Linked DNA regions of Sus scrofa: regions 1, 2, 4 and 5 are each linked to region 3. The links are chromatin contacts, called in public Hi-C and HiChIP or PLAC-seq maps. All regions are on one chromosome and are shown on one strand. The core of a region is the stretch at or near the end of the contact, and the rest is flanking DNA. Distances in the headings are between cores, read along the strand shown.

What was found. A called contact is a pair of places that touch in the nucleus more often than the background predicts. HiChIP or PLAC-seq counts read pairs in DNA pulled down with a chosen protein or histone mark.
Region 1: a Hi-C map of embryonic fibroblasts shows a contact between it and region 3, with 2.4 times the contacts expected there. The contact joins the enhancer-like site here to the promoter of ZBTB10 in region 3. A contact is called at or near these places in 1 of 5 promoter capture datasets (liver) and 3 of 47 Hi-C or Micro-C datasets (embryonic fibroblasts and mesenteric adipose tissue).
Region 2: an H3K27ac HiChIP or PLAC-seq map of alveolar macrophages shows a contact between it and region 3. The contact joins the promoter of MRPS28 here to the promoter of ZBTB10 in region 3. A contact is called at or near these places in 1 of 5 promoter capture datasets (liver), 1 of 47 Hi-C or Micro-C datasets (embryonic fibroblasts) and 1 of 2 datasets of contacts at active chromatin or transcription factors (alveolar macrophages).
Region 4: a contact with region 3 is called in a Hi-C map of liver, with 6 times the contacts expected there. The contact joins the promoter of TPD52 here to the promoter of ZBTB10 in region 3. A contact is called at or near these places in 2 of 47 Hi-C or Micro-C datasets (embryonic fibroblasts and liver).
Region 5: a contact with region 3 is called in an H3K27ac HiChIP or PLAC-seq map of skeletal muscle. The contact joins the promoter of ZNF704 here to the promoter of ZBTB10 in region 3. A contact is called at or near these places in 2 of 47 Hi-C or Micro-C datasets (embryonic fibroblasts and epiblast stem cells) and 1 of 2 datasets of contacts at active chromatin or transcription factors (skeletal muscle).

Annotation. Positions count from the first base shown.
Region 1 is chr4:56,552,427-56,558,378 of Sscrofa11.1, forward strand. All of the region lies in intron 1 of TPD52 (tumor protein D52), which reads left to right. Among named protein-coding and RNA genes, the nearest start is that of MRPS28, 52 kb to the right of the region's middle. Within about 2 kb of position 3,600, at least 17 of the 83 cell types and tissues checked have an H3K27ac peak or open chromatin away from gene starts, as enhancers often do. A contact at or near this core is called in embryonic fibroblasts, where this site is marked.
Region 2 is chr4:56,604,869-56,610,463 of Sscrofa11.1, forward strand. It overlaps MRPS28 (mitochondrial ribosomal protein S28), which reads left to right and starts at 2,874. Exons shown (of 3, transcript NM_001185168.1): 1 at 2,874-3,094. The coding sequence starts at 2,879.
Region 3 is chr4:56,171,189-56,176,784 of Sscrofa11.1, forward strand. It overlaps ZBTB10 (zinc finger and BTB domain-containing protein 10), which reads right to left and starts at 3,149. Exons shown (of 6, transcript XM_005663005.3): 1 at 2,095-3,149. The coding sequence starts at 3,072. It overlaps LOC110260268 (a long non-coding RNA gene), which reads left to right and starts at 3,847. Exons shown (of 2, transcript XR_002343237.1): 1 at 3,847-4,438; 2 at 4,824-5,596.
Region 4 is chr4:56,471,496-56,477,378 of Sscrofa11.1, forward strand. TPD52 (tumor protein D52) reads left to right here and starts at 1,618. Exons shown (of 6, transcript NM_001244387.1): 1 at 1,618-1,694. The coding sequence starts at 1,676.
Region 5 is chr4:55,736,073-55,741,702 of Sscrofa11.1, forward strand. ZNF704 (zinc finger protein 704) reads left to right here and starts at 2,959. Exons shown (of 9, transcript XM_021089176.1): 1 at 2,959-3,571. The coding sequence starts at 3,077.

The DNA of each region.
Region 1 (5,952 bases), core at 2,350-4,849, 380 kb after region 3:
GTATCCATGAGGATGTGGGTTTGATTACTAGCCTCGCTCAGTGGGTCGGGGATCCGGTGTTGCCGTGAGCTGTGATGTAGGTCAAAGATGTGGCTCGGATTCCAAGTTGCTGTGGCTCTGGTGTAGGCTGGCAGCAGTAGCTCCTATTTGACCCCTAGTCTGGGAACTTCCATATGTCTAGAGTGAGGCCCTAAAAAAAAGCAAAAAAAAAAAAAGTTTGTTCAGAAGCTGCCGACCACTACGTATTTTTCTAATCAGCAGACAAGTAATAGTGCACAGAAAGAACTGCTGTTAAAAGGAATCCTTCTCAGAAAGGCTGGAAACACTGATCTGAACACCATATTCTTTGATGTTTATCCAAAATACCATTGTGGGGCAACTGAGAAAGTAATGAGATCTAATCAGTGGGCAGAAGGTTCCTAAGAAGAAATCCCAGTGAAGGACCAGTTGCTGGCACAAAAAGAGATCTTTTATCAGGCACTTGAATACTCCCTTGGTACAAGCAGCCCACGTTGAAAAATGCCTTATTCGTCTTGATCTACAACCCTCATGGATATAAACGTCAATAGCTGAAGCAGAATTCTCCGAAACAAAACTTGTCCTTCCTGTGTGCAGCGCACTCTGATATTCTGTATCATTCCATTTCTTCTGTTAAAAATGCTCCTTTGGGGAGTTCCCATCGTGGTACAGGGGAAACGAATCCGACTAGGAACCATGAGGTTTCGGGTTCGATCCCTGGCCTCGCTCAGTGGGTTGAGGATCCAGCGTTGCTGTGAGCTGTGGTGTAGGTCACAGACGCAGGTTGGATCCTGCGTTGCTGTGGCTCTGGTGTAAGCCGGCAGCAACAGCTCCGATTCACCCCCCAGCCTGGGAACCTCCATTTGCCTCTGGTACGGCTCTAAAAAGGCAAAAGACAAAAAAAAAAAAAAAAAAAAAAAAAAAAAATGCTCCTTTGGATTTCACAGCCTATAAATTTGCAAAACACTGATTGCAGAATCTGGAAGACAGGCTCCATTAGGGGATGCCAGTTTTCTGTTCACTGCTTTTCCCCAGCACCTGGAATAGTGCTTGACAGCTATGGCTCAACAAATATGTGTTGGTTGAATGAATGAATGAATGAATGCACGAATGCATGAATGAAATGTAACTGAACTGGCAAAGACTAAATCACACTGCAGTTCGTTTTACAGATGTGAACACTGAGGCCAGGAGAGGTGTTGAGAAGTTCCCAAGTCCCAAAGCTTAGCCTAAGTTGGGGACTCACACTCACTCTCAGTTCTTAAGCCCTTTTTTTTTTTTTTTTTTTTTTTTTTTTTGCTTTTTAGAGTTGCACTTGCAGCATATGGAGGTTGCCAGGCTAGGGGTTGAATTGGAGCTATTGCCGCCAGCCTACAGCATCTCGGGATCCAAGCCACATCTTCGACCTCCACCGCAGCTCAGGCAACACCAGATCATTAACCTGATGAGAGAGGCCAGGGATCGAATCTGCATCCTCATGGATACTAGTCGAGTTCCTTAACCACAGAGCCATGAAGGAAACTCCCCATTTTGTGTTTTGATCACAGGAAATCTCCACCTTTTGGTATCAGATATCACAGAACAGGTTAATCATTCAAAGCTTACTCTTTCCTTTGGTCAAGGGTCTCACTGTGGGGTGGTTTGTTGATTCATCATGGGCCGCTTAGACCTGAATTGTCCATGTTGCCGTGTGGACAGCAGAGGGGTCTCCAGCCAGTGTCCATGGCTGCATTTTCTCTTCCGTTCCATGAACATCTACAAGGTAACTTCCCAAATGTTATTTATGTAGATTCACTCTTCCTCTTAAGACTTTTCTAATGTACAGAAAGATGCAGCCCTGGTTTGTTTATTTATTTATTTATTTATTTATTTGTCTTTTGTCTTTTTAGGTCCACACCCTCAGCATGTGGAGGTTCCCAGGCTAGGGGTCGAATCGGAGCTATAGCCACTGGCCTACACCACAGCTCACAGCAAGGCGGGATCTGAGCCGTACCTGCAACCTACACCTTAGCTCATGGCAATGCCGGATCCTTAACCTTGAGTGAAGCCAGGGATCGAACCTGCATCCTCCTGGATCCTGGTCAGGTTCGTTAACCACTGAGCCACAACAGAAACTCTAGCCCTGGTTTATTTAAAAAAAAAAAAAGCACTTTGGTTATTTCTAGTGTTTGAGAAAATAGGATCCATATAAAAATCTGACATTTTAGTTTTATGCTGTCCTATTTGAAATTCTAAAAACACTGAAAAATATCAAAGGGAAATCCCTTAGCTCAGAGTCCTTTTCCTTCTGTTTTATTCCTTTTCTTGATTTCTACTCTGTGTCATTCTCACTTCTTTTTTAGGGAAGTGGTTATCACTTCTTGAAAGTTTTTCATGATTGTCAAGATCTTACATAGTACATATATGGTTTACAAAATAAAAGTCGGAGCAGAATTGATGTAGAACCTTCTTATTGCTACAGAGGAAATTGAAGGATGGAATGAGTTCCCCTCTGGGGATCCCTAAGTTCCTCAGTGGTTGACCTTTCAGCACCTGCCCCTGTTTCATAGAGTGTCCTGGTTCCTAGTTTTACACTTGACTGGAGTTGAGGGGATGGCTGGCTTTGAAATAACTGACTAAAGATTCCCTCCTCTCTCTTTTTTAAAGGTGAAAGTGATTCAGGGGTCAGTGTAGGAGTCTCTGGAGGGAGCACATGAGGCATTTGAAAATTCTAAAGTCAGAGTTCTCACTGTGGGTCAGTGGTAACGAACCTGACTAGTATCCATGAGAATGCAAGTTCGATCCCTGGCCTCCACTTCTCCTGGTGGCATTGCTGGGGCTGTGGACAACAGCCTCAGCTCTGATTCAACCTCTAGCCTGGGAAATTCCATGTACTGTAGGTGCAACCCTAAAAAGACAAAAAAAAAAAAAAAAAGAAAGAAAGAAAATTCTTTTTAATTTTGTTTATTGCTTAGTGAATTTTATTACATTTATAGGTATACAACAATCATCACAAACAAATTTGAAGGTATTTCCATCCCAAACCCTCAGTGCATCCCCCATCCCCCAACCTGTTTTATTTGGAAACCATAAGTTTTTCAAAGTCTATGAGTCAGTATCTGTTCTGCAAAGAAGTTCATTGTGTCCTTCTTTCAGATTCCACATGTCAGTGATAGCATTTAATGTTGGTGTCTCATTATCTGACTGATTTCACTTAGCATGATAATTTCTAGGTCCATCCATGTTGCTGCAATTGCCGTTCTTTCTTTCCTTTTAATGGCTGAGTAATAATTCCATTGTGTATATGTACCACATCTTCTTGGTCCACTCCTCTGTCGATGGACATTTAGGTTGTTTCCATGTCTTGGCTATTGCAAATAGTGCTGCAATGAACATAGGAGCACATGTGTCTTTTTGAGTCATGGTTTTCTCTGGATAGATGCCCAGGAGTGGGATTGCTGGATCAAATGGTAGTTCTATTTTTAGTTAAGAAAGAAAATTCTAATGCTCTTCCTTAGCCATCTCTCTTCCTCCTCCACTCTTATGTGGGGAGGGTGACCTTCTTGGGCAGAAAGCTGACCGCTGCTCAGGGCCCCACTGCTTTCAGATCTGAGTCCCATTTGACTTGCAAGCTCTCTTTGTCCTTTTTCCATCCCTGCTGCCTGCCCCGCTCCCGGCCTGCAGGAATTTCCTCTTTAATGACCCGGTCACTGCCCAGTTCCTCTCCTAGGCTCCTGGCTCTTTCCCAATGGAGTGACTCTGGTTTCCTCAGCTTTCCTGTTCCTCGCCACCTCGACAGTGATGAGTTGCCTCCTTTTTCTCTCCTAAGGTTTGACTGTTCTCACCATGAGCAAGTAGGGGGAAGTGACAGATGAGACCAAGTTTCATGGCCCCATGCTCCCGAATCCCTTTGTAGATACAGACTGTTGCCTTTGGAATGGGTGGGCAATGAGATCCTGCTGTATAGCACTGGGAACTATGTCTAATCACTTCTGATGAATCTATACATGTATGTGTAACCGGGTCAAAACGCTGTACAGTAGAAAATTGACAGAACACTGTAAACACCAGCTATAATGAAATTAATTAATTTTTAAAAATAAAGATTAATTGGTGTCAAATAGCAGGTATCAGAGACCTCCTTGCGTTAAGTCGGGGGGACACTTTTGCTCCCCCCACCCCGGGTAGGCATCTGGCCACATCTGGAGAAGGTTTGAAGACAATTTTGGTGGTTATTTCTGAGTGTGGGGAGGGGCTGCTGCAGACCCTAACTGAGTGGATGCCTGGACCACCCCCAGGACGATGCCTAGGAGAGAGCCTCTCCCCCCAAGAAGGTCTGGCTCAAAATGTCCATCTTGTCACATCTGGGAAGCTTTGTCTTAAGTGGATCCTTTGCTTTTAGGGTCTCTTAAGGAGAGCCACTTTGATGTGGCCACCTCCAAGTATTCCTCCCCCTCTTCTGGATTTTGTCACATTTGGAAACAAAGAACAAGACCCAGAAAGCTGGAGCCCTGAGCAGAGACTTTGAAAGTGAAAAAAAAAAAAAAAAAAAAACCTTTATCTTGTGATCTTTGTGGATATGACCACTACAGATATTTTGAACTATATGTTGTACTGTTTTTGGTGTCCCTAGGTGAAAAAACAGAGGCACATACTTCTTGTATGTGCTTAAAGAAAAGGATCCTAGAGACACTAGTTTCTTATTCCTACTCTCATTGCCTCTTTGAAGACTACGTAAGAAAGGTGTATACAGTTTTGTTTTCCAGAGATGCTTCTAGGGCTTGATGATAATCTTACAAATTCTTTCTTGGGTAGATAGTGTTTTAACATTGACTTTAAGAGCTGGTATCCTAGACTGCTTTTCTGGCCACTTCTTTCCTCCTAACTGAATTTTCTTGGGTGTGGCTGATGTCTGTTCTTCCTGCTGTGGTGTCATTTGAGCCACACTATTCAACCCTCATGCGTTTGGCTGTGTACACACTCTCTATAAATGAAGACAGGTACCCCGCCCCAAGTCGTAGCAATCTTTTGGTAGATTATGTATGAGACAGAGTGGTATTTCTTTAGGAAAGTGACATTGGGGAGTTCCCATTGTGGCGCAGTGGAAATGAATCCGATTAGTATCCATGAGGATTCGGGTTTGATCCCTGGCCTCAGTGGTTCAGGGATCTGAGGTTGCCATGATCTGTGGTGTAGGTTGCAGATGCAGCTCAGATCCCGAGTTGCTGTGGCTGTGGCATAGGCCGGCTGCTGTAGCTCCGATTCGACCCCTAGCCTGGGAACTTCCATATGCTGCAGGTGTGGCTCTAAAAAGCAAAAACAAAACAAAGCAAAAGAAAAGTGACATTTTATGTCTGTTTCAAATAGGAAAATCCTTTGTAGGGGAAAGCAGTGCAGTGGGAAGGAAATATATAAAATGAAAAGAGAGGCAGTGTAGACAATGACGGGAGATTGGGTTCTTATCTCTCCTTCTAACTCCACAGGGTGTCTTCCTACAATTTATTTATTCAGAATGCTGCTGAGCAACTGCTGTGTGACACACACAGTGCCCCAGATACTGTACAGGGCTGAAGCTTTGGGATCAGAGCACAGGGCTAAGGGCAAATGTTTCCCAGCCTAGCAGGCTGCATTCTAAGTACAGTAGACACTGTACAGAGGGTGTTATGCCCAGAGATAGCCCGGGTTACAAGGTTCAGGAAATTCCTCTAAGAGCAGGAGACTTTTCCTACTGATGTATTAAAATGAATGGCACTTGGGAGTTCCCGTTGTGACTCAGTGGATTAAGGACCTGACATTGTCTTTGGGAGGAGGCTGCTTCAGTCCCTGTCCTCGCTCAGTGGGCTGAGGAGCTGGCATTGCTGCAGGCCGCCTCAGAGGTTGCAGATGGGGCTCAGATCCTGTGTTGTGGTGGTGTAGGCCTGCTGCTGCAGCTCTGATTCGAGCGAGCCCTGGTCC
Region 2 (5,595 bases), core at 1,624-4,123, 430 kb after region 3:
CTTGTTATCATCTGCCATTACTAATATTTTTACAAAGTGTCCTATCAGTTTTGCAAACTATATGGGAAAAAAGGAGCTTATGTTTTTACTTTAATTTTTTTTTTTTTGCCCCTCAGGCACCTGTGGCACATGGAGGTTCCCAGGCTAGGGGTTCATTCGGAGCTACAGCTGCCAGCCTACGCCATAGCCACAGTAACACCAGATCCAAGCTGCTTCTGCGACCCACACCATAGCTCACCGCAACGCTGGATCCTTAACCTACTGAGCGAGGCCAGGGATCGGACCTGCAGCCTCATCGTTCCTAGTTGGATTCGTTTCCACTATGCCACAATGGGAACTCCTCCAGAAGCTTATATTTTTAATAAATCAAGAAGGAAGGTGTGGTTCAAGGATTAGAGCAGGATCAAAAGGTGCCATGAAGATATTAAAATATTGCTGTTAAGAGTTCCCTTTGTGGCACAGTGGAGATGAATCCGACTAGTATCCATGAGGATGCAGGTTCAATTCCTGGCCTTATTCAGTGGGTTAAGGATCTGGCATAGCTGTAAGCTGTGGTGTAGGTCGCAAACGCGGCTCAGATCCTGTGATGCTGTGGCTGATTCGACCCCTGGCCTGGGAACTTCCATATGCTGCAGGTGCAGCCCTAAAAAGCAAAATGAAATAAAATATTGCCATTAGTGTTGATGTTACAATTGACCCTGGTATAAGCAAGGACCGCTCAGTCCTTCACCCTTTCATTTGATGCCTTTGATGCTCTACTAGGCATAACCTGAAGTCAGTCGATACAAACATTTTTTAGAGTCAGTATAAACAGATTTTTTTTTTAAATTTATTGTAGTTTATTTACAGTGTTGTTAGTTCCTGGTGTACAGCAAAGTGATTCAGTTATACATATATATCCTTTTTCATATTCTTTCCCATTATGGTTTATTACAGAATATTGAATATATATTCCCTGTGGTATACAGTAGAACATTATTGTAAAACTTACACCTTAAGAATTATAGGATTTATCCCAAATTGCCTGTTGTCACATTCCTCAAGGAATTTATGATCTGGCTGACATGAGTAGGACATGAGTATAACACATCTGTTGAATTTCAGAGCTGGGGTATTAGTAATCTTGTTTGTTCTGTAGGTGCTGATTTAGTTAAGTGTGCAAAGCACTTCTTTATAACTTCAGATAGGGTTTAATAGCTTTGTTTTATGTGAGGAAACCAGCAACATTAAATTGGCTTGCTTATCATCAGTATTGGAGTTAGGACTAGAACTATGCATTCTTAGTTGGCCAATGCTCTTTACAACTGACGTGTGTGTGTGTGTGTGTGTGTGTGTGTGTGTGTGTGTGTGTGTGTCTGTCTTTTTAGGGCCACACTCATGGCACATGGAAGTTCCTTGGCTAGGGGTCAAAGCAGAGCTGTAGCTGCCCACCAACACAGAATCTGAGCTGTGTCTGTGACCTACACCACAGCTCACGACAATGCTGGATCCTTAACCCACTGAGCGAGGCCAGGGACTGAAGCCAAGTCTTCATGGATGCTAGTCGGGTTTTTCACCGCTGAGCCACAATAGGAACTTGGACCACACTTTTTCCTGAAGGGAAATAGAGTAGCAGCAGCCATAGAAAATAATGCAAAAATATCTCAGACAAGACGTCATTAATGGTCAGGGGCAATAAATGGTTTATGTACCAAAAGGGAGAACTCACCTGGAGTAGAATTTAAGTCCCCTACGGAATTTGAGAATTACCCTACCTGTGGCTAGTAAGAAGTCACATGTCATTCATACACTTAAGCGCCATTTCAAGGTTAATGCACTTCCAGTGTTGTCTCTACTGTCTATGCAGTTGATGAAAACATCAAATAGGTTTAAAATCCATAGTCAAAGGCATTTAAAAATAAAGACTATGGCCACACATAAAAACGCCTTCCATCAAAGGATTTGCAAATGAGCTGGAAAAGTGCCTGCTGCCTACCCCCAAATAAATAAATGCTCGTTAATAGATAACTGCTGGGTAGAAGATGGATGGACAGCTTAATTCATAAACATTTCAAGTATGGCGTTAGGCTCGGTTTGGAAGAGGGTGGGCAAATTCTGGCAATCAACGTTGTGAGAGAAAAAGGGAGAAAATCATGTGAGGGTGGGGCCCCTAGTGGTACATATTTAGGCATTACGAAACTCAATTCCCTAGAAGGGATTATAGCTAAACCAAAAACATCTAGTATTTTTGTGACGTTGGTGGACTGACTGCAGAGTAGGCCACGAAAGACAATCTTGGATCCAGGCTTTCACAAATGGTTGAGCCCTACTATGTACCCGCGATAGGGGATCCAGCAGCAAAATACTTGCCCTCGTGATTTACAAATTGAGAAGGCAGACTCTAAACAAAATCACTATAAGTAAATGACATGGCATATTAAGAAGCGCTAAATGGTATAGAGAAAATCGCAGGAGCCCAATACTGTCTGGAGTTCCAATTTGAAATAAGATAACCAAGGAGAATGGCGCATTTAAGCAAAGACCAGGAGAGCGGTGGGGAAACAAGCCTTGGGGCCACCTGGGCATAGGCGCAGGCGGCGGGGCCAGCTGGTGTCACATGACCAGAATTTACAGCAGTATTGTAAAAGGAACCTATAGGAAGGCGAAATTACTGCGAGCCAAAAAGCTTCTCATGCAAAATTTAGCGGGTCGCTGCCGGTAAGGAACCTCTAACTACCAGACTTGGTTTAAGAGCCTCTCATATCACACCACCCCGGTGCACAGACTAGGCTACGCCCACAAGCCCAGAGTCCTCTGCAAGTAGGTGGACCTCTTGTTGCTCCGCCCCGTGACCTGCGCGCCTGCGGAGAAGCCAAAGGTCAGGGGTTGTAGAGCCGTCATGGCGGCGCTGTGTAGGACCCGTGCTGTGACCGCAAAGAGTCATTTTCTGCGAGTGTTTTTCTTCTCTCGGCCCTGTAGAGGCACAGGCACTGAAAGTGGCTCCGGAAGCGAAAGTTCTGAGTCCACGGAGCCTAAACAGCGCCCAGGCGGCTTCGCGAGCGCTTTGGAGCGGCACTCCGAGTTGCAGCAGAAGGCGGAGTTCGGGCGGATGAGAGTGAGTCGCGGGAGTTACGCTAGAGACGCGGCGGCGGGCGGGGCCGGAGGGTAGGGCGGAGCCCGGCATCTGGGATGGAGGCGTAGCCCGCCGTTTGGGTCCCTCCGGGAGCCAGGACCGAGCTCGGCGTAGGGGGTGTGGCGCTGGGGTCAGGGCGGAGCACGACGTAAGTGGGTGGGATTGAGAGGCTGGGGCAGGTCCAGCGTGGGGAGTGGAGCAAGGGGTGGCGGTGTGTTCTACTTGTTTTAGCCGCAGTGTGGTTGGAACAGAGCGCGTGGTGATTCTCCTCCGTTTGTAGTACTTTTGTACGGTATCTGTATGCTAGGCCTCCGCTGTTCACACTCCTTTGCACTTGTCCTCCTGAGCCGAGTGCTGGAAAGAAATCAGCAGCGAGCGCTGCCAAAGCGGCGTCTAGGGCGACTCTGGGGACCTGGAGTAGAGTTGGACTCTCACCGGTAGAGGCAGGGCTCTCTGCAGGTGGTGGTGTTCTACACAGTAGCTACAGCATGGAGCTAGTGTCTGGCGTGCCAGGATCTTCATTTATATTTCTTAATTCAGTGGATAGGCGAATGGGAAAATTACCGCTCCGAACTTGCGCAAGTAATTTAACTTGTCAGCGCTTCAGTTTCTTTTTCTGTAAATGATCTTAAAAAATCCATCTGTTGGGCAATAATTTTGTAAAATACGATAGAGTTACTAGATAAATGAAAGGGAAGAAGTACACATAAATACTATTCAGATTTTTTGAGTCAGCAGACATGGAATTGGATGTCTGGCATTATAATTTAATATTTATATAATTTAATATAAAAATAAACTCAGTTTCTGTGCTTATCTCCTTGGGAACCAGTACCAAACAGTTCACAGTTGGATAGTGTCCTGAATTATAGAAAACTTCCTGGCATCTAGCACAGTGCTTGACTTTTAGTGGGCACTGCATACGTGTTTGCCAAGTGGGTGAATGAATGAATAGTACACATAGTGTACATGTGAACTTATGTTGTGCCTGGGCTGTCTTTGAATTGCTGTCTTTGTGCGACTGCTTACAAACAGTTGTACAAGTGAGGGTAGTACAGGCTTGAGCATGTAAGTTAAATGCGCTAGTCCAGAATGGTAACTGAGCAAAGACAATTGTTAAGCGTAATAATAGAACTGAAAGTTTTATTTTAGTGTTTATTGGAAGTTTTCAGTGCTTTCCTATTATATTTATGGTAAGAAATGTGAGCAGTTGTTAGGCACTGAATAAAAATTCACCTTTGTGAAAAATCTTTTGAAGTTTCTTGATCTATTTAATTGAAGAGTATCCTGATAATACAAGATGAATAAAGTTCGTCTTTATTGTGTGATCAGGACTTTTGAAAAAAAACTGATGCAAAGTATGAAAGTAGTATTTCCTTATTTTAAAAAGAGAATTTAAATATCATTGAAGGTTATTATGTGAAATATGAAAGACCTTTTTCACTTTCTCAAACCTGGAAGGTGTATTTTTTTTAAAATGCCTACTGCTGGAGATTTTATATATGTATATATGAATATAAGCTAACTATATATATATATATGTACTTAAAATCATACAAGTTATTGGTACTCTTTGTTTGTTTTGTCTTTTTAGGGCCACACCCATGGCATATTGAAGTTCCCAAACCAGAGGTCGAATCCAAGCTGTAGCTGCCAACCACGTTCTGAGATGTACACTGTTCTGAGATATCCGCCAGGGGTTGGTTCCAGGATCCTCTACAATAAATACCTGGATGCTCAAGTTTCTTATAAAAATGATACAGTTAGCTCCCTGCAGCTTCCACGTCTGTGAATACAGAGGGCTCACTCTACCTCACTGAAAAAATACTTGTTCAGTATTCCATGGTGTGGACATAGGGTAATTTATTTAACCACACCTTCGCTAACAAGCTTCTAGGTTGTTTCTGTTTTTTTGTTTTTTTGTTTTTTTTCCCCTTAACATAGACAGAGCTACAGTGAGCATTTACATTTTTTTTTCGTGTTTATGGGATATATACTGGGTTAAAATGTACACACGATTTGAGTTGGTAGATACGGATTGTTTATACCACACTCCCACTCACATTGCATGACACTGCCTGTTTCCTCACCCACTTATGCATGTGGGGTATTAATAAGTGGATTTTCTGATACTGGACAGTAGAAAAAATACGGAAATTGGGAACTGGCTTTGTTATCCCTCACCTCCGATACCAGTTGATAATTTTTATTAAAATAACTGCATGCTCACATTTTAAATTTAATATTAAGTAAATGCTATTAATTTGAACTCAAAAAATGCACTTATACCAATAAAATAGTACACTTTATATATATATATTGGTTTCTGCTTTAAAAACTGTTTTTGAAAGATAGTTTACTCTTTCTTAAACAAAGCATTCTTTCTTTTTCTTTTTCTTTTTTTTTCTGTTGGCCATGCCTCTGGCATGTTCCCTAGGTCAGAAATCAAACCCAAGCCACAACAGTGCCAGTGCCAGATCTTT
Region 3 (5,596 bases), core at 1,899-4,398:
AACATCCCAAACTAAAGGTGGTTAGAATGAAAACAAAGAAATGATTAGGATCAATTCTGAATGGAAACATGCAAAAGTCAATCAAGGGAATCAATCAAATAGCCTTAGACAAATATGGTTACTAAACTGTTATTTTCGTCTAATGAACGAATGTCCTAAGAGAAAGGTGGTCTGCAGATTATATCTGTAAAAAGAGAATTTCAAGGAGGCAAAGGGTAAGGGAGGCATAATTCAGGGATCAAGTTTAGAAAAGGTTTTACCTAGGAATGAATCCCCTAATCCAGACACATGCCTAAGGGAGGATACACCATACTAAGTCCATCATAAAGTTATACAACTAATTCCCCCTCCTCTGATTTCAGGTTCACTAAGCAGCTAATTACAATTTGCACTCCCATTAGATTTGCCTACAGGGAGACACTATGCAGGAGAAGAGTAACTGGTCCACTGAATATTAGGAAAATTCACTCTGTCTAAATTTTTTTTTATACACAACTTACATTATTTAGAAAAGTACACTTCCATTTTCACAAGCCCTCTAACCTCTGTCATTATTACTAAAATAACTTCAAGGATTCATAAACTTTTAAAGCCTCTAGACTCCTCTTCTGTAAAATGGGAACAAAATAATTACTTGTCAGTGTAAGGGACATCTGTGTTTGTCAAAGGAAAGTCTGGCACTTCGATGCCCAAGCTCACAAAGCTAGTAATTGCAGAACGCTGAGATCTGAACCTAGATTTACTCAAACCCCTTTTTCCCCCATTGCAACATTCCTTATAGACTCTAGTCTCATTTATCACCACGAACTGTTAAGACTGGGGACAATTTACTTAACCTTTCTGTGCCTTGTATCTTTAAGTGACCTTCCTTCTAGGGCTTAGGCAACTAAAACTTGTGCAAAAACTGTTGCTACTGCCTCCTGAGAAAAATAACCTTACGTTTTAAAGTTAAAGCCTCAACTTCTGAGAAACTTCTGTGCTACTAATTAACTCCAGTATAAATGTTCTGAATAGCAAAACCACTCCAATAAACACAAAAAGGGACTAGTATCTGAAAGGTGACTTTGTAAAACCCAAGATTGGGTAGCAATACAAAAGAATGAATCCCATCCACCACCACAGGTTGTCTCAAGTCTTAGAAGAACAGATCAACATCTGTTTGGCTTGAAAGGGGATTATCAAAATGTTAAGACTTATACTAGAAATATTAAAACAAGAGCTAAAAAGAGCTGAAGTATAGCTTACTTGTTCTATAACTAAGAGCACATGATTTCAAGGAGTTTGGTAAATATATTCTCTACCAAATCAACTACTTGGCACAAATAACTTTAAACATTTCTAGTACGCTAAGTAAACTACATTTATAAGAAACGTTTTAGAAGGAAGGATTATAGAAAATATCAGCACAGAAATCTAAGAAAACAAGTAAAAACTACCATAAGCATGCCTTTGCTAAAAAAAGTTCAACAAGAAGTTTAATGGAGATGAAATTAGTAAAATTATTCACAAAAAAGGAGTCTTAGCTGAATAGCTTCCTCTGCATTCACAGACTGCTCTCATATTTCATATTACCCTGACATATAAAGAATTTTCTCGGTTGGATGTTCTCCTAAAAGGGGTAGCGTCAGAGGTTAAGGATATTGTTTAATTCATCCTTCAAAGAGTTACCACATTTGACTTCCACCAGCACTCTGAAAGACTGCGAACATGAAGCAGCTTTTCTAAAATCACAGCTAATAACATTTTGACCACAAAGTCAACCTTACAGGGTTAAAACCATCAACCTCGCTTTATTAAACTTTCCTTTTGATTCAATCTGATGGGCAAAGGAATCTGAGTCTTAAAAAAAGTTACAACAAATTCAGCGCTGCGATTAGAAAAAAATTGTCATCCCCTCCCCCTCCCTCCCCCATAACTTTCGAAAACTTGTTCCCAGGCTTTCAAAACCCCCACCCGTAAGATTCCTACACCTCTCTCCCAACAGGAAAGACGCCTTCACTCAGGAAAGCGGTTTCGAGGTTTTTGGTTTTTTTTAGTTGATAACCCCCCCCATACCACCCCAAACTGAAAAAGTAGCAGCAGTGTATACCGTACCTGGGCGTTGGCTTCGTGGAGTTTGTGCTCGGTAGAGACGTGGTGCCTCAGAAGGAGGGTTTTCTTGTAGTTGCGGGTCCCTCGCGAAAGCTCGTCGTGCCCCATTTGAGGCAGGTCCCCGCTCGCCCCGTCCTCGGGGGTCTTTTGGCACCAGCCGCAAGACATAAGGCCAGTATCCTTGGAATAGCGCAGCCAGGGAAAATCTTTGAGCCAGGCGGTCTGGAAGGAGCACTGGAGCTTCTGCATTAGAGACTTGGGCCGCGCGAGCGGGAAGTGCTGGACCGTCTCTCCTTCGCCAGCTCCCACACCGCTGCCCTCCGCTTCGTCCCCGCCATCGCCGCCCGACCGCCTGCTGCTGCTGCAGCTGCCGCCTTCCGCCCCGCTGCCGTCGCCCAGGCTCGCCCCCTCCTCTTCGTCCTCGGTGCTGTCGCTCAGGGACGCGCCGTCCGGCATCAACTCTTTCCCCTCCAGCGCGTCCAGCTCCAGCTCCACGGCCGCCGGCCCTCGCCCATTGAAATGCCTCAGGGGCCACGCCGAGGTCTCGGGGCGGCCGCGGCTACTGCCATTGTTGCCGAGCCCCCCGCCGCCGCCGCCGCCGCGGAAGGCCAGAGTCCGACGGTTCCTTTCCGCTAGCAGGGGGCCCCCCGCGCCGCCGCCGCCCAGCGAAGTGGGGCCGCCCGCGTCTTGGGGGAGCAGCAACTCCTTGGTCTCCTCGGAGGCGGCGGCGGCCGCCCCAGCGGAGGCCTCCAGGTCTTGGGGCTCCAGGCCCTCCAATTCCACTTCCTCGTCGGCCCCCCGCCCATTGAGCTGCTGCGGCGCTGGCGGCTGGGGCTGTCTGGGCTGGGGCTGCTGGGGCCAAGCCGAGGCCTCCCCGCCAACGTTATTGTTCACGGAGCCGCCGCCGCCGCCACCGCTGGCGGTGACCAACCCGCCTCCTCGGAACGCCAGCGTCCTGCGGTTCATTTCACTGAACGACATGGCGCGCGCCGCCGCCGCCGCCCGGTGCCCCGGCTCGCGCCCGGCCTCGGGCCGCGTCCCGCGCGCTCCCCGCCGCTCCCCCTCCGCTTCGCCCCCGCCCCCACCCCGGGCGTTCCGGTCTCGCGGGGCTCGGCCTCGCCCTCCCGCCCGGCCGCCCGGCTCGCGCTCGTTCCCGGGGCTGCCTCACGCGTCCGTCGCCGCCGCCGGCCGCCGGGCCGCCGCCTCCAGCCGCCTCCTCGTCCTCCACCCCCGCCCCGCTGCGCTCCAGGCAGCGTCCCGCGCGGAGAAGGGGGCGGGCGGCGGAGAGGTGAGCAGCGAGCCCGGGCGCGTGGGGCCTTCGAAGTTGAGAGGCGGAGTGCGGGGAGACCCTCCGCTGCCCCCTCTTTAAAGCCGCGCGCACACACCGACCCTGCAAACAGATATCCTTCCTCCGGCGCGCCGAGGAGTCCCGACGCCGCCGCCGCCGCCGGCTTCCGAGGCGGTGAGGGCGACAGGCACGTTAAACTGCCGGGCTCCGCCACATAACGAACCGACAATAAAGCCGGCGGAGCGTTTCCGTCCGACCAGGCCCTGGCGGAGGTCGAATGGCAAATGAACAACGGACCGTGCGCCCACAATGCACCGGGGTAGCAGTAACCGCTGGAGGGGGAAAGGGTGGGGGCCGGGCTGGGGGAGGGGGGCTGGGCTTGGGGCTGGGCTGGGGTGGGGTGGGGGCGCCAGGGGACCGGGAAAGGGGCCGGGCCGCGCCTCCGGCCTGGGGGCGGGGGTGCGGCCGCGGGGAAGGAAGTCGGCCGAGGGGCGGGGGACAAAAGGCCGGGCGGCGGGCTGGGGGTCTCGGGGAGGGGGCGGGCGTGTGCGGCCGGGGCCGGGCTCCGCGGAGGACAAACAGCTGGCGAGTGTCAGGGTCTGGCCGCCTCCCCGCTGCCCGCACGCACCTACCCGCGCCCAGGAGGCACATTTTCCTTCTCTCGCCACGAGTTCACCTGGGACTTTGGAAATAAACTGTGCGGTGGGAGCCGCGCTCCAGCCGTGTCATTTGCTGGGGGTGGGCGGCGGTGCCCGAGGAAGTGAACTTATTTTGTTCCTTCACAAAGACTGGACCAGGCGGTGCCTTTCACGCGAGGAGATTGCAACCACGGACACCTCCTTGTCTGGTGCATTGTGTGCGCGAGGCAGCACCTCAGGCCCAGGGCAATAATCATTTCACAGAAAATGCACCGCCCCGAGTGTCTTATTGCTGTGATGAAATGGAAATTTAAATAAAAGGTCGAACACGTGCGTTCAGTGGGAAGTATTGACATGGGTGTTACATCACCGGCAGCCAATCAGATAACCCCAGTCGTGTTTATACTTCTACAACCACCTTGTGAGTATTACAGTATGTCATAACGTTATAAATATTAGGCAGGGTTTTCCCCAGGAGTGGGGAGGAGTCTGCTTATACTGACGCCGTGTGCGACTCCGAAGAAGAACGTGTGTATGACAGGAATTGCTTTTTAGGACTTGTTTTTTAACTGTTTACACTGCATATGGAATTTAGAATGATTAGAAGAACAGATTGAGCGGGAAATGAAAGTCATAGTAATAATCATAGTCAAGTTTTTCAGGGAAAGATTTTCCAACTTAGAGCCCTTATACCCCTATTTGTAAAATTTCGAATAAGCTAAATCTAGCCAATTTTAAAGTGTTTAGACTCTACTATTTTGAAATGTGAAATAAATCTTTATTATTTTTATTCAACTGTATTTCAGGTAAAAAAGATATTCTCAAGCAATGGAGGAGCTTTTTACTCTTCTAAGAAATGTCTTAAAGGACTACATCTAGTCACAGTGGAGCATGATGGAGGATAATGTGAGAAGAAGAATGTATATAAGTATGTGTGACTGGGTTACTTTGCTGTACAGTAGAAAATTGACAGAACACTGTAAACCAGCTATAATGGAAAAAATAAAAATAACTTAAAAGACAAAGTATTGAGAGTTTAATCACAAACTAATATAAAATATGTTCAAGATAATTATCAAGAGTGGAAAAATGATATATGTTACTATCAGAGGTATGTATTATGTGCATAGGAAAAAATGAGAAATACAAACTACAATTGTAGATTATCTAGTGTTAGAGGCTTTAATTTTCTATCATATATTAATGGGAAGTTATATATGTTTAATAAAAAGCATGTGTTACGATTTTTAGGCTTTCTAATTTTATGATTGTACTCTTCAGAAATTCCTATTTTTAAAATAGACAGTATTTAAAGCTCTAAATATATCATGTGGAGTATGGAATGAGATATGTTTTTCAAAATTAACTTAAAGAAAGGATTTTCCCAGACATATTATAAAATATCATTTGTCTTCATATTTTTAAATGGACCAAACATATGCATGCAACGTCCAGGCATATATATTATTGAGTGTATAGATTTGTTCAAAGCAGTTTTCGCTTAATTCACTGTAATGTTAGTATCTGTAGAAATGAGCAGTGTTGTATATCAAACAAAAAATACTTCTTCTACCTTAGA
Region 4 (5,883 bases), core at 368-2,867, 300 kb after region 3:
GAACCCAACACAGTGTCCATGAGGATTAGGGTTTGATCCCTGACCTCACTCAGTGGGTTAAAGATCCAGGGTTGCCGTGGTTCTGGTGTAGGCCAGCAGCTGCAGCTCCAATTCGCCTCCTGGCCTGGGAACTTTCATATAAAAAAAGTTTAAACCTGGAAGATAAACTTACAAGATTGAGTAAATGCATGGCATAGTTAAAACAGTGAAAAAAAAAAAAAAAGACCCGAAATGATTCTTAACCTAAATGATTCTTAACCTCCTTCTAACCTTATAAACTGCTAGGCTGTGAAACAGATAAACCCAGCAGGGCTGTGAAACAGATAGACCTATAGCTGTGGCAGGCTGGCCTGGGAGACGAGCGCTAGCAGTAAAGAAAGCAAGCCAAGCCAAGCGCAGCGGGAGAAGGAGAAATCAAAGAGGACTCAAAGGTCTCCTCTGGTTGAGGGAGACAGAACAAACCTTACCAGAAGACAAATATCAAGTGGAAAGAGCTGCATTTTACACACTGCAACGGATAGAAAACATGTAGTGGCTTCAGGTAACTTCAAAATATTAACACGAGTCTAGTGCGTGTGGAGTACTAGGCAAAGCTGCCCGCTGAAGGCCAAGCTAGAATCTCCACGTAGCACCAAAAAGAAGCTTGTCCTATTAGCGGATACAGATGGCTTAGGAAATTCGGGTATTACCTTCGAAGGAGTGACTTCACGAAGGACCAGTAACTGCAGAACACTTCGTAAGTAGAGTGTTTGTGTTAATAAGGAAAAGTTTTCTTACAGGAACTTCAAACTGTCCTTTGATCAATGGTCATGAAACCTTCAAATGTATTTTCAAATGGTCCCTGTTGATAATTCTACCCTTTGGTTAACAATTTATTTTTAACATTTCATTTGCTTCATTTCAAAACATTGTTCTTAATCCTGCAAACAGTCAGATTTTAGTGCATGAAAATCGACCTAATTTGTCACCGAAAACCCACACTCTCCGTGAAGGAGACAGGACTACATCGTTTGAGAGATTCTTTGCAATTTTCGCCTCTTTGCTTGCTTTGGACCAGTCTTGCAGATAGCTTAGGGTATGATTTTGGGAGTAGAAGAATTTGAACAATAGAAAGGAAGAAAGAGCCGCTGGCATTTCTAAATAACCTTCCTGTGTTTGCCACTAAAGTAGAGAAGAGCAGGTAATCGTGGAGGCAGAGAAAGGGCCATTTCAGTGCCCCCCAGGAAACTTCTGATGTGATAACTTGGCGGTGGACGCCCACGCCATCGGGGTCCCCAAGTGGTCCCCATGCAGCCTCTACGCTAATGCGGAGTCTTCGTCGTACCCCCCTCCCCGCCCCCATTCCCTCTTTCTTCTCCTTCTCCTCCCTCCTCCTCCTGCTGCTCCCAGGCGAGTTCCTGCCTGCTCTCAGCCGTCCGCCCTGCCCCGCCCGCCCTGCCCGGCTCGCCCGTCCTCCCGCGCCGACGCGGCGGAGCGCACCAGCCGGCGGGGTCAGGTGGTTGGGTGACGCCCGGGGAAAGCGCTCCCCGACCGCGCGCGGGCGGCGCCACCGCGCCCGACGCCTCTGGGGGAGGAGACTTCCCGGGAGCTGCCAGCGGAGGCCAGGAGGAGCGCGGCGCCGTGGGCGGGCGGGCGGACGAGCCGATCCGGGACGGGCTGCCGGCAGGCGGGAGACATGGACCGCGGCGAGCAAGGTGAGGGAGCCTCCAGACTGGGCGCGGGGTCCGGGTGCGGGTCGGGGTAGGGGCCGCGCGGGGCGGTGCGCGGCCTGGCGCCCAGGCAGGTGCAGAGCCTTCGCTGCCCGCGCCGCAAGTTACATCTCCAGGATCCAGATCCGGCGTCCTGGTGCGGCCGAGCTGCAGGGAGCGGAGAGGGCGGATGGGGCCGCGAGGGTGTGCGAGTGTGTTGGAGCGAGACAGCAGAAAGAAAAAGAAAGAGAAGGTTCTGGGAGGCGGCGAAGGGCTGGCGCCGGGCTCACCGAGCCGGGGCTGCAGATTGAGATGCGCTTTGGTAGAAAGCAGCGCCGGGGAGTACTGTTTAGCCAGCTCCGTAAGCGGTGGAAACTGAGGGTCTGAGGACAGCGGGTCTTTTCGCTCATCAAGATGGGAACATGAAATCCTCCCCACCTCGCGTGTCAAGACTCTTCTGCCCTCTTCTACTAACGTGTTTAGGATTTTCGGTGGCGTTTGAGCCCGTTGCGATGGTTCTGGATGCAAACATTTAACATGTGGAGTGGTGTCTCTCGGTTTATTTGGAGGCTGGGAGATTTTCATAGGAAAAGTTCTCTTTTACCCATCAAGGTGAACCCCCACCCAACACAAAACCCTTAGTCTGATTACTCTAGCTTTGGATGCACTTGTTTCTGAAAATAGTATCTCAAGTGAAATTGCCTCCTGTAGACTCATTAAGAGAGATCTGGCAGTAGTCGGGCAACGTTTTCAGATTTAAATTATTGCTACATCATAGAGATCTTTGCTGATAATAACCCAGCAACTGCACACAGATTCGTGGCATGCTTTTAAAGAGATATATAAAGGCTAAAATGAAGATAACACTATAATGGTAAATTTTAGAAAGTGGGGTTAGGAATTATTCCTATTTTGAGTCCTGTCACAACCATTTTCATTTAAAAAATGGTTTTACCCTCCAGTATTTACTTTCATGCATGTGAGTTTTTATTTAGATAAAACCGTATGCCATATATACTATTTTGTATTTTACTTTTGATAAGTTGTAAGATAGAATCTTCAGGGTCCTTCCAACCCTTCCTTTCTCCCCACCCTCAAGTTAATCTCACGCCTAACCTATGAATGCTTATATTATAAACATTTTATACAGTATGTAATATATAGTATATATGTAATGCATTATATATGTGTATATATGTGTGTGGGTGTGTGCGCATATTGTCTAGACTTTATACTTCCTGAGGTTAGAAGCATAATACTTCATCTTTGTCTACATTGGGTAACCTGGTGATTTCCACATGGTAGATATTTAAATATTTGAGTCAGAAAGTTCCCCACAGGTCTTGTATGTATTGTTAGAAGAAGGCCTAAGGGCCACCACATAAGCCAGCATTTTTCTATTTGTATCGTAATGGGGGCAGTGAGGGTGTCAAACATATGAACGTGTGTATTCGTATGTGTCTTCATGGTCATATTTAACATAATGATGTATTTAGAATATGTAACTATGGTACTTGTCAAAGTGGGTGAAATAGCTCTGTTTGACTTAGGTTGAATGGAGTGACTGATTTTATTAGATTTTTGTATTCTAGTTTAGATGGTAAGAATCACAGCCATTAGTACTTCTATAATATTCCAATCTGCTGCTGTACTTTATGGGGTTTTGGGAGGACTAGTTTGTGTGGATGTGTGTGTCTGAGACGTATGTAATAAATTCTTGGTTTATAAGAGGGGTCTTTTTCTGTCTCTAATTTTCAGATGTTTTCTTTGGTCGGGATATTTGTTAGTCATGTTAGTCCTTGCTTTTAATTGTTCTTCCTGGAGGGTGAGGGAAACCCATCCTCTTAAAGTGAAGAATCTGGAGACTCTAAATGAAAGACAAGCCACCTGCCTGGGCTGGTGTGCGCTGCTTTGCTGACTTATGACTACGTGGCTTTTCCTTATCCTTTTGGTTCCTTCTGCCTGTCTATTTTGCCTCTTATGTTACATAGTAGGTATTCAGAAATATCAATCGGCTGCCTCAGATGAAAGAGAAAGGTGCCCAAGAGCCAGCACCTCACAATTGTTAGACCCTCAGTTGTCCCGCTCAGTTGGTCACTGGCTCCCCACTTCCTCCTGTTCTGCCCTTCCTCTGTGTTTTAAAGAAGCAGAACTCTGGTTGGGCGGAGAAGGTTGCTGATGAGGCTGGGTTGGGCTTAGAAGGTGAGTTTTTACCTGTCAGGCCTTTGAACTAATAGAGAGGTTGGGTCAGTGAAAAAGAAGGCATGTGGTTCTGTAAACAAGGTTCGCCAGCAATGTCTGTTGGCTGAAATATGGTTTAGAAAACTCTGTGATTGTCTCTTGAATTTGTGATTTTTTTCAAAGTATCTAAAACCAAATCAGAACATTGCAGGATTTTTTTAAACTTTTTTTTTTTAAACATGCATGGAGTTTGCTTTGTTTGTCCCTTAAAAAAAAACCCAAAAAAACACTAGATGCAAGATTAAATGCCCCACCTCTTGTTTTCAATGCATATCTCTATTGAAATGTCCCCTTGTACCTCCCTTCTTGAATGAAGTTGGCAAACTCTATTCTTTGCTACTGATTTTAACAGAGCTATAAAGTTTTAAAAGGAACATTTCCTTTGTTTTCAATGATGTATTTTTACATTTTTTTTATTAGGGTATAGTTGATTTACAATATTTTTTCAAGTTCTGTTGTACAGCAAAGTGACTCAACCACACACATTTCCCTGTGCTGTGTAGTAAGGCCCCATTGCCCATCCAGTCAATGCTTTTCAGTATCAACCTGAGTTTCTAGTGTTTTTCCTACCTTCTCCTATACCTAGACTTTGTATCCAATACTCTGCTTATTTTGAAAGCGGTCAGCATCAAATGATTCAAAATATACCTTAAACTGCATAGTGTCTCCCAGGAGTGTCTGCGTGTTCAGCCTAGCATAGCACACTTAACGTGTGTGGCATTGCCCACTTTGAAAGCTCAGTGTGGCCTGTTAACGGGAAATACATTGTGTTAAAAAAAACAAACAAACAAACCAAAAAAACTCCCGACTACCTTTTATGGGGCCGAATAGATAATTGTACTGAGTACTCTCATGTTAGTAATAACCTGAGTTTAATGCCATTATATTGAAGTGACAGCCACTTAGCCACTAGGCACATTATCTGTGTTTGAATTAAAACAATAACAACAACACCAAAAGCTTTATTTTAAGGGGACTGGGGAAGGCTGCAAAAAAAAAAAAAAAAACAGTGATATAGTAAGAGCTTACTATACTTTCAGCATGGCAATTAGGCCTTAGAAGTAATTAAAAAAAAAAAAAAGGTGAGATGTTGCTTATTTACAGGTAAAACAAATGTAGAGATGAATGAATACCATTTTGAGGGTTTGCTCACAGATCTCTGGGTGTGACCCACACAGGCTCTCAGTTTCTTTGGTCAGACCTGACTTTCTGTATGGTGCTAATGTCTTTGTCAGCTCACATTCACTTCCTGTGTGTATTTCTGTGCAGCAGTCTGCCTGGTCCCTAGGGGAAAGCTGAGTGGTAGGAGGGGTTGTGCTCTTTCTGCAAGATCTCTAAACAGAATAATCTGTGTACACAATAAAAACAAATATACGAGTTCCTGTTATGGCTCAGCAGTAACGAACCCGACTAAAATCCATGAGGATGTGGGTTCAATCTCTGGCTTCACTCAGTGGGTTAAGGATCCATGTTGTCATGAGCTGTGGTATAGGTTGCAGACAGGGCTCAGATCTGATGTTTCTGTGGCTGTGGTGACTCCATGGCCGCAGGTGAGGCCCTAAAAAGACAAAAAAAAAAAAAAGGCAAATAAACTCACAGATCCAAGCAAAAAGGAACAGCCAGATCCCCTGAACTTCTGTGCTCCTGGTTCTTTTGTTCTAGGCTCGCATCATTTTATTTTCCTTGTGGGGTTAATTATTTCTGTTTTGATTACTGATGGTTGTAAAATCTCTCCTCTGAGACACTCCCAAATTTTATTTAAATTGGATGGGTCCCAGCTGTACAGAAACCATAATCTTAGCAATGTATTTTTATTAGAAAAGTGTTCAAGGGATCAAGGGATTCAATGTTTTATGGAAATTAAAAAAATGTTTGAATTGAAAATACTTTTGGTAGCTGAGAGTAATTGTTCATTTTAGAAAAATCAGAAAATATAGATGGAGGGAAAAAAAAA
Region 5 (5,630 bases), core at 1,709-4,208, 440 kb before region 3:
TAGACAGGTACTACTGGAATTCCCACGTGGCTCATTAGGATAAAGATTCAGCATTGCCATTTCCGTGTCTCGGGTCACTGCTGTGGCACAGGTTCCACTGCTGGCCTGGGAATTTCTGCATGCCGCGGGTGCGACCAAAAAAACCCACAAATAAATAGGTATTGCTATTATTTCCATTTTACAGATGAGGAAACTGAGGCACAGAGAGAGTGACTAATGGTATGAGGCTGGTAAATTCCAGAGCCAAGATTCAGACCCAGGTACTCTGGTTCCCAAGACCATGTGTTTGTTTGCTTGTTTGTTTATTGCTTTTTAGTGCTACACCCATGGCATATGAAGTTCCCAGGCTCGGAGTCAAATCAGAGATACAGCTGCCGGCCCATGCCACAGCCGAAGCAACGTGGGATCCAAGCTGCCACATTTTTGACCTATACCACAGCTCTCAGCAATGCTCGATCCTTAACCCACTGAGCAGAACCTGGGATTGAACCCGTATCTTCATGGATCCTAGTAGGGTTCGTTACCACTGAGCCATGACAGGAACTCCAAGACCATGTGTTTAACCATTAGTCCACTTGACTAACACCTTTGCTCCCCTCTACCACTTTCCCTGTATCTGTCAGCCAATGCTTTTCCTCTGATCTTTATTCTTCCTAGTCAGAGAAAGACCCTATTGCCTTTCTCTAAAATCATATCCCAAACTAACCAAGGTAAATTTCTTGCAGATGAGATGAAACCCTTTCAGTGACCCTCTTCCCTTCTCTGCAAACACTCACTGACACTGATTAGTTTACTTCTTGACTGACCCCTGATGTTCCATGCTTTGATCAAGCACACCCACCTCTTAGGATGCTCAAACCATTTTGTTTTCTCTTTCTAAATTCTGGAATGGAATATTTACCAATGAAAAGTTCAAGGGGAAAATGTCTTGATCTGAATGAAGTTAGGGGAAGATGCATCAGATGGCTGTGTCTGCACAGGGTCGGGGAGGGTGTGTTATTGAGAAACTGGATGTAGAGAGCCTGTTGGAAACTTTCGCTTTTTTTTTTTTTTTTTTTTTTCCTCTTAAGGGCCACACCTGAGGTATATGGAAGTTCCCAGGCTAAGGGTCTAGTTGGAGCTACAGCTGCCATTCTACGCCATAGGCACAGAAACGCTGGATTGGAGCTGCATCTGTGACCTATGCCACAGCTTGCAGCAATGCCAGATCCGTAACCCCCTGAGCAAGGCCAGGGATCAAACCTGCCTCCTCAAGGACACTATGTTGGGTTCTTTACCCGCTGAGCTACAAGGGAACTTCTGAAACTTTCACTTTTGTTGTCATGAAATTTTCGTAGGAGCTTTAGGAATGGAAAGGAAGGGGTGCATTCAAGATGCAGTTCAGAGAGAACAGTGGAGTGGACTTGTGGGGAACTACCTCTAGGAATAAGCTAGAGAAGAGAGTTAACATGATACTGCTATTTTGGGCCCTAATGATTATAATGAGAGTGTCATTAGCCGGATGGGTATATCAGGAAGCTAATCTGATTCAGGGAGAAAAGAAAGTTCATTTTAGAATCTCTGTCACCATCCCAGTGGAAATGTTCAACAGTTGGAAGCCACCCTGAGTGAACATTTAATGAGCTGCCTTCAAGTGTAAGCGTGATGTTAAATCTCCCACAGTCATTACCGTGAGAGGGAGCTGAGGGTGGGGACATCGTTTACACTAGTCTCCTGGAGGCACCTGCCAGAGTATTTGATGAGTGAGATCCTCCTCAGCCCTCACCTACAGAGGTGGAACTTGGCTTGTGATTTCAGTACAAAGAACACCGCTTACGATACAAGCTGTTTGCTTATGTGGCATTAATTACTGTTTGCTAACCCCAAACAATAGCAAATGACTTCTCTTCCTCACACCTAAAAATCCTTAGAAACGGACAATGTCCTTAGTTCTGTGTCCAGCTGGTTATGCGCTTGGTTTCCATACTTGATCATACTTCACATTAATTTTTAAAATAACAACCTCAAGTAATTACTGAGCCGCCCCCTCCCCATCCTGTTTGATTTCTCCAAGGGCCAGTAATCTACACGTTGACTGGTGAGAGCCCACGGCCTTCTTGGAATTTAGTTGTTACAAGCAGGCACTCAAGGTAAAAATGCAGAACGAGAAGCTGCAAGACTTTGCACAGTGCCAAGAGAGCCCAACAGGCAGGGCCTAGAATGGTGTGTTCAAAGCAGGCAATGTCATGAAACAGAACCTCAAACAACCACATGAGTCTGATGATTCATGTTAGGAGCTGACCCCAAATCTCGAGTTGGTACACCGTTGCCGATGTCACATAAGCTCAAGAGTAAATCGCCTTGCCAGGTAGACCATTAAACGACTTGCGGCAAATCTCTCCCTTCAAAGTCAGACTTTGACCAACAACCTTACTTCCCGCGAAGTCGATCCTCCTCCCTCGGAAAGGAATAAGCAGCCACGCGTTAAGCGTGCCCCCCCCCCACGCCCCCCTCCCCGGCTGGGCTGAAGGCTTGGAAACACCCGATTTTCGGAGGCTTTGGGTAGGGGAAATAAATCCAGTCCGGGTTTTGTCTGCACGGGGGGACCGGAGGGCTGCGAGGAATGGCTCGCGAAGAGGGGGGCGGTGGTGGAAAATACACAACACAAACAGCTCGCGCCTGGAGACGGCAGCTGTAGGCCCGGAGCGCGCGGGCCCGGCCGCCGGCCGCATGGAGCGCAGCGCGGCCCGTGGCTCCGGGGCGGCGGCGGCGGCGGCGGCGGCGGCGGAGGCGGCAGCGCGCCGCTCGCTCACACCCACCCCCGCCCGCGGCCGCCGCGCCGCCCCGCCGTAGCCGCCGGCCGCCGGCGTCCCCGCAGGCCGGTCCAGCGAAGGCGGCGCCCGCGTCTCTGCAGCCAGTGGCAGCTGGCGGCCCGGGGAGGCGGCACCCGCAGCCCCCCGCAGCTCCCCGCAGCCCCGCGCCCCGGGCGCCTGCGACCATAGCGGCCGCCCGGGCAGGAAGAGGAGGAGGAGGAGGAGGGGGGAGGTGACAAACTCTCCGGCTCCGCGCGGCGGCGGCCGGCAGCCCGCGGTCAGGCATGCAGGCGCGGCGTCTAGCCAAGCGCTCCAGCCTGGGCAGCCGCCGGGGGAGCGCCGCGCTGCAGCCGCCCGGCCCCGCGTCCGCGCCGGCCCGGGAAGGCGCGCTGCCTGGGCTCCCGCCCCCCGCCCCGGCCCCGGCCCCGGCGCCGGCCCCGGAGAGCTGGAGGCCGCCGCTACCAACGCCGCGCAGCGCCGGGACCGGCCCCCCTCGGGCCGCCGGGGCCGCCGCCGCCTCGTCTCCGGTGCTGCTGCTGCTAGGGGAGGAAGACGAGGACGAGGAAGGCGGGAGCAGGCGGCGGAGGGGGCTCGGGCGGGTGCAGGCAAAGCCCCGAGGGGGAGCGGAGGAGGAGGATGACGACGAGGAAGACGAGGACGAGGAGGTGGTCGTCGAGGTGGTGGACGGCGAAGACGACGACGAGGACGCCGAGGAACGCTTCGTGGCCCTCGGCCCCGGTCGCGCGCTTCCCAAGGGCCCGGCCCGGGGCACATTGAAGGTGCGTGCCGGGTCCGGGGGCGCGCGCGGGACCCACTGGCGCGGGGAGGGCAGGGGCCGGGGGCCCCGGCGCGGTGCGGGCTGAGGCCGGGACCGGCGACCGCAGAGGCCGGGCCCGGAGGGGTGTGTCCGGCGGCGCAGGCGGCCGCGCGGGGCAGAACGAGGGGACTGATGAGCTCACCGCTCGGGCCCCAGCACCTTTCCCGGCGGCCGCTCCCCCTTTCCTCCTGGGCAGGGGCGGCTGCGCTGTCCGGTGTGAGTGCGGGTAAAGGACGCTTCTCCCCGGTGAGGCGGGGAACTTGGAGTTGGGACCAGGTAGGCGCAGGTCTGCGCCGGGACCTGCGGCGGGTGAGGACAGGCGAGGTAGGAGGCAGTGAGAGGGGGTATTCTTCCCTGAGGAAGCCCGAGTGTCCACCTCCTCGTATTCTGAGGGCTAGTCAAGCTCATAGAAACTAGCAAACAGCTTCTCTTGTCAATCTCTCAACCCCGTCTGCATCCAAGAACAATTGTCGGTGAGTTTCCATCACAAGCGCCTGTAAGGGAACCGGTAAACCCAGTACAGCAAAAAGCAAGCCCTGGGTTTGTATCTGCATTTTGTTGGCAGGTTTTGGCAGTACCCGCTACCCCACCACCGCGCGTTTAAACTCGACATTGTTTAGCATTTGGGTTTTTTTCCCCTCTCTTCGACATTGCAGATGAGAGAAAAAGAGGAAATCAGAGAAAGTGTGTGTGTGTGGAAATTGGCATTTAAAATGGATGTGAGTTTCTGTTGAGAATTCTAGAGAAGTCCCTTGTGCACTGAAGCACCGAGAGATCTTTCCGTTTGTGTATCTTCAGGAGATAAGGGGTTTATTATTACACAACTGACTGGCTGGGCTTTCAGGCATGTGATTGGACAAAGCCAACCACGTTGAGGTTCATGCACAGTGTATGTTGCTAAGAAGTTTTGAGGGCAGCAAGTGGTAAGCTATGGAGTGAGCGATTTTTCTGAAGAGTGGTGCCTAAAATCAACAGAATAACTACTAGTTGTTGTATATCAGAAAGAAAAACATAAACAAATGAAGTCAATAGATATAGACTATAAAAAATTGTCAGGGGCTTGCAGAAAAAAAAGTCAGCTCCTCAAAGCATGAAATTGCAGTTGCAAAGAAATGTTAAACATCAGCATTTAGAATAGCCCCAGAGTAGACATGGCACAAATTTCTTTCCTAGACCACCCTGGAAGTACCAGCTCTGGGAGTGAGAAATTTCCAGCCAGTAGTCACTTGGGATGATAGTTTTTGACAGTTGCTTGTTGGAATCCAGACCATGAACACACTCATTACCATGGTCGAATAAAAAGCCTGCATTGTGTCACTGCAGGATATAGCTGGGTTTGGAATTAAGTCACATGGCATTGGTGACATTAAGTAACAAGAGTAGTGACTCCTTAGTATTTTTGTCCAGAAATGCTGAAAAGATGCCTTGTGATTTGAACAGCGGTTGCACAAATTGTGATAAAAAATTAATTATAATTTATGCTCTGTGATCAAAGCAAACCCAATGTAGGAAAAAAAAAAAAAACCACAACCCAAATCTATAAAAACAAAAGAACTAGGGTGTGATAATTCACGCTATCAAAAAAGATTTTTCATATCTCCAAACAAATTGCCCTTAAATTCTTTCAAAATGGGCTTCATTTTATAATGTTTTGCCCATAACTTTTTAGGAATTTATATATTGGGTCATTTGAGGTATAATTTTTACAATCTTTTACTGCTTTAAAACATTCTTGACACTGCATCTAAAGAGGCTTTCTCATGAATAAAACAGGATCATTTTTATTCTTTAATATTTTTTTTGGCCTTGCCCGCAGCATGTGAAGGTGCCCAGGCCAGGGATTGAACCTGTGCCACAGCAGCGACCCAAATGGCTGCAGTGACAATGCTGAGTCCTTAACCTGCTGAGCTACACAGGAACTCCCAGATTCATTTTATTCTAATGCATATGAGCATGTCAATATCTTATGCATATTTATGCATTCATATATTCAAATATTTATTGAGCACCTAGCATGTGCC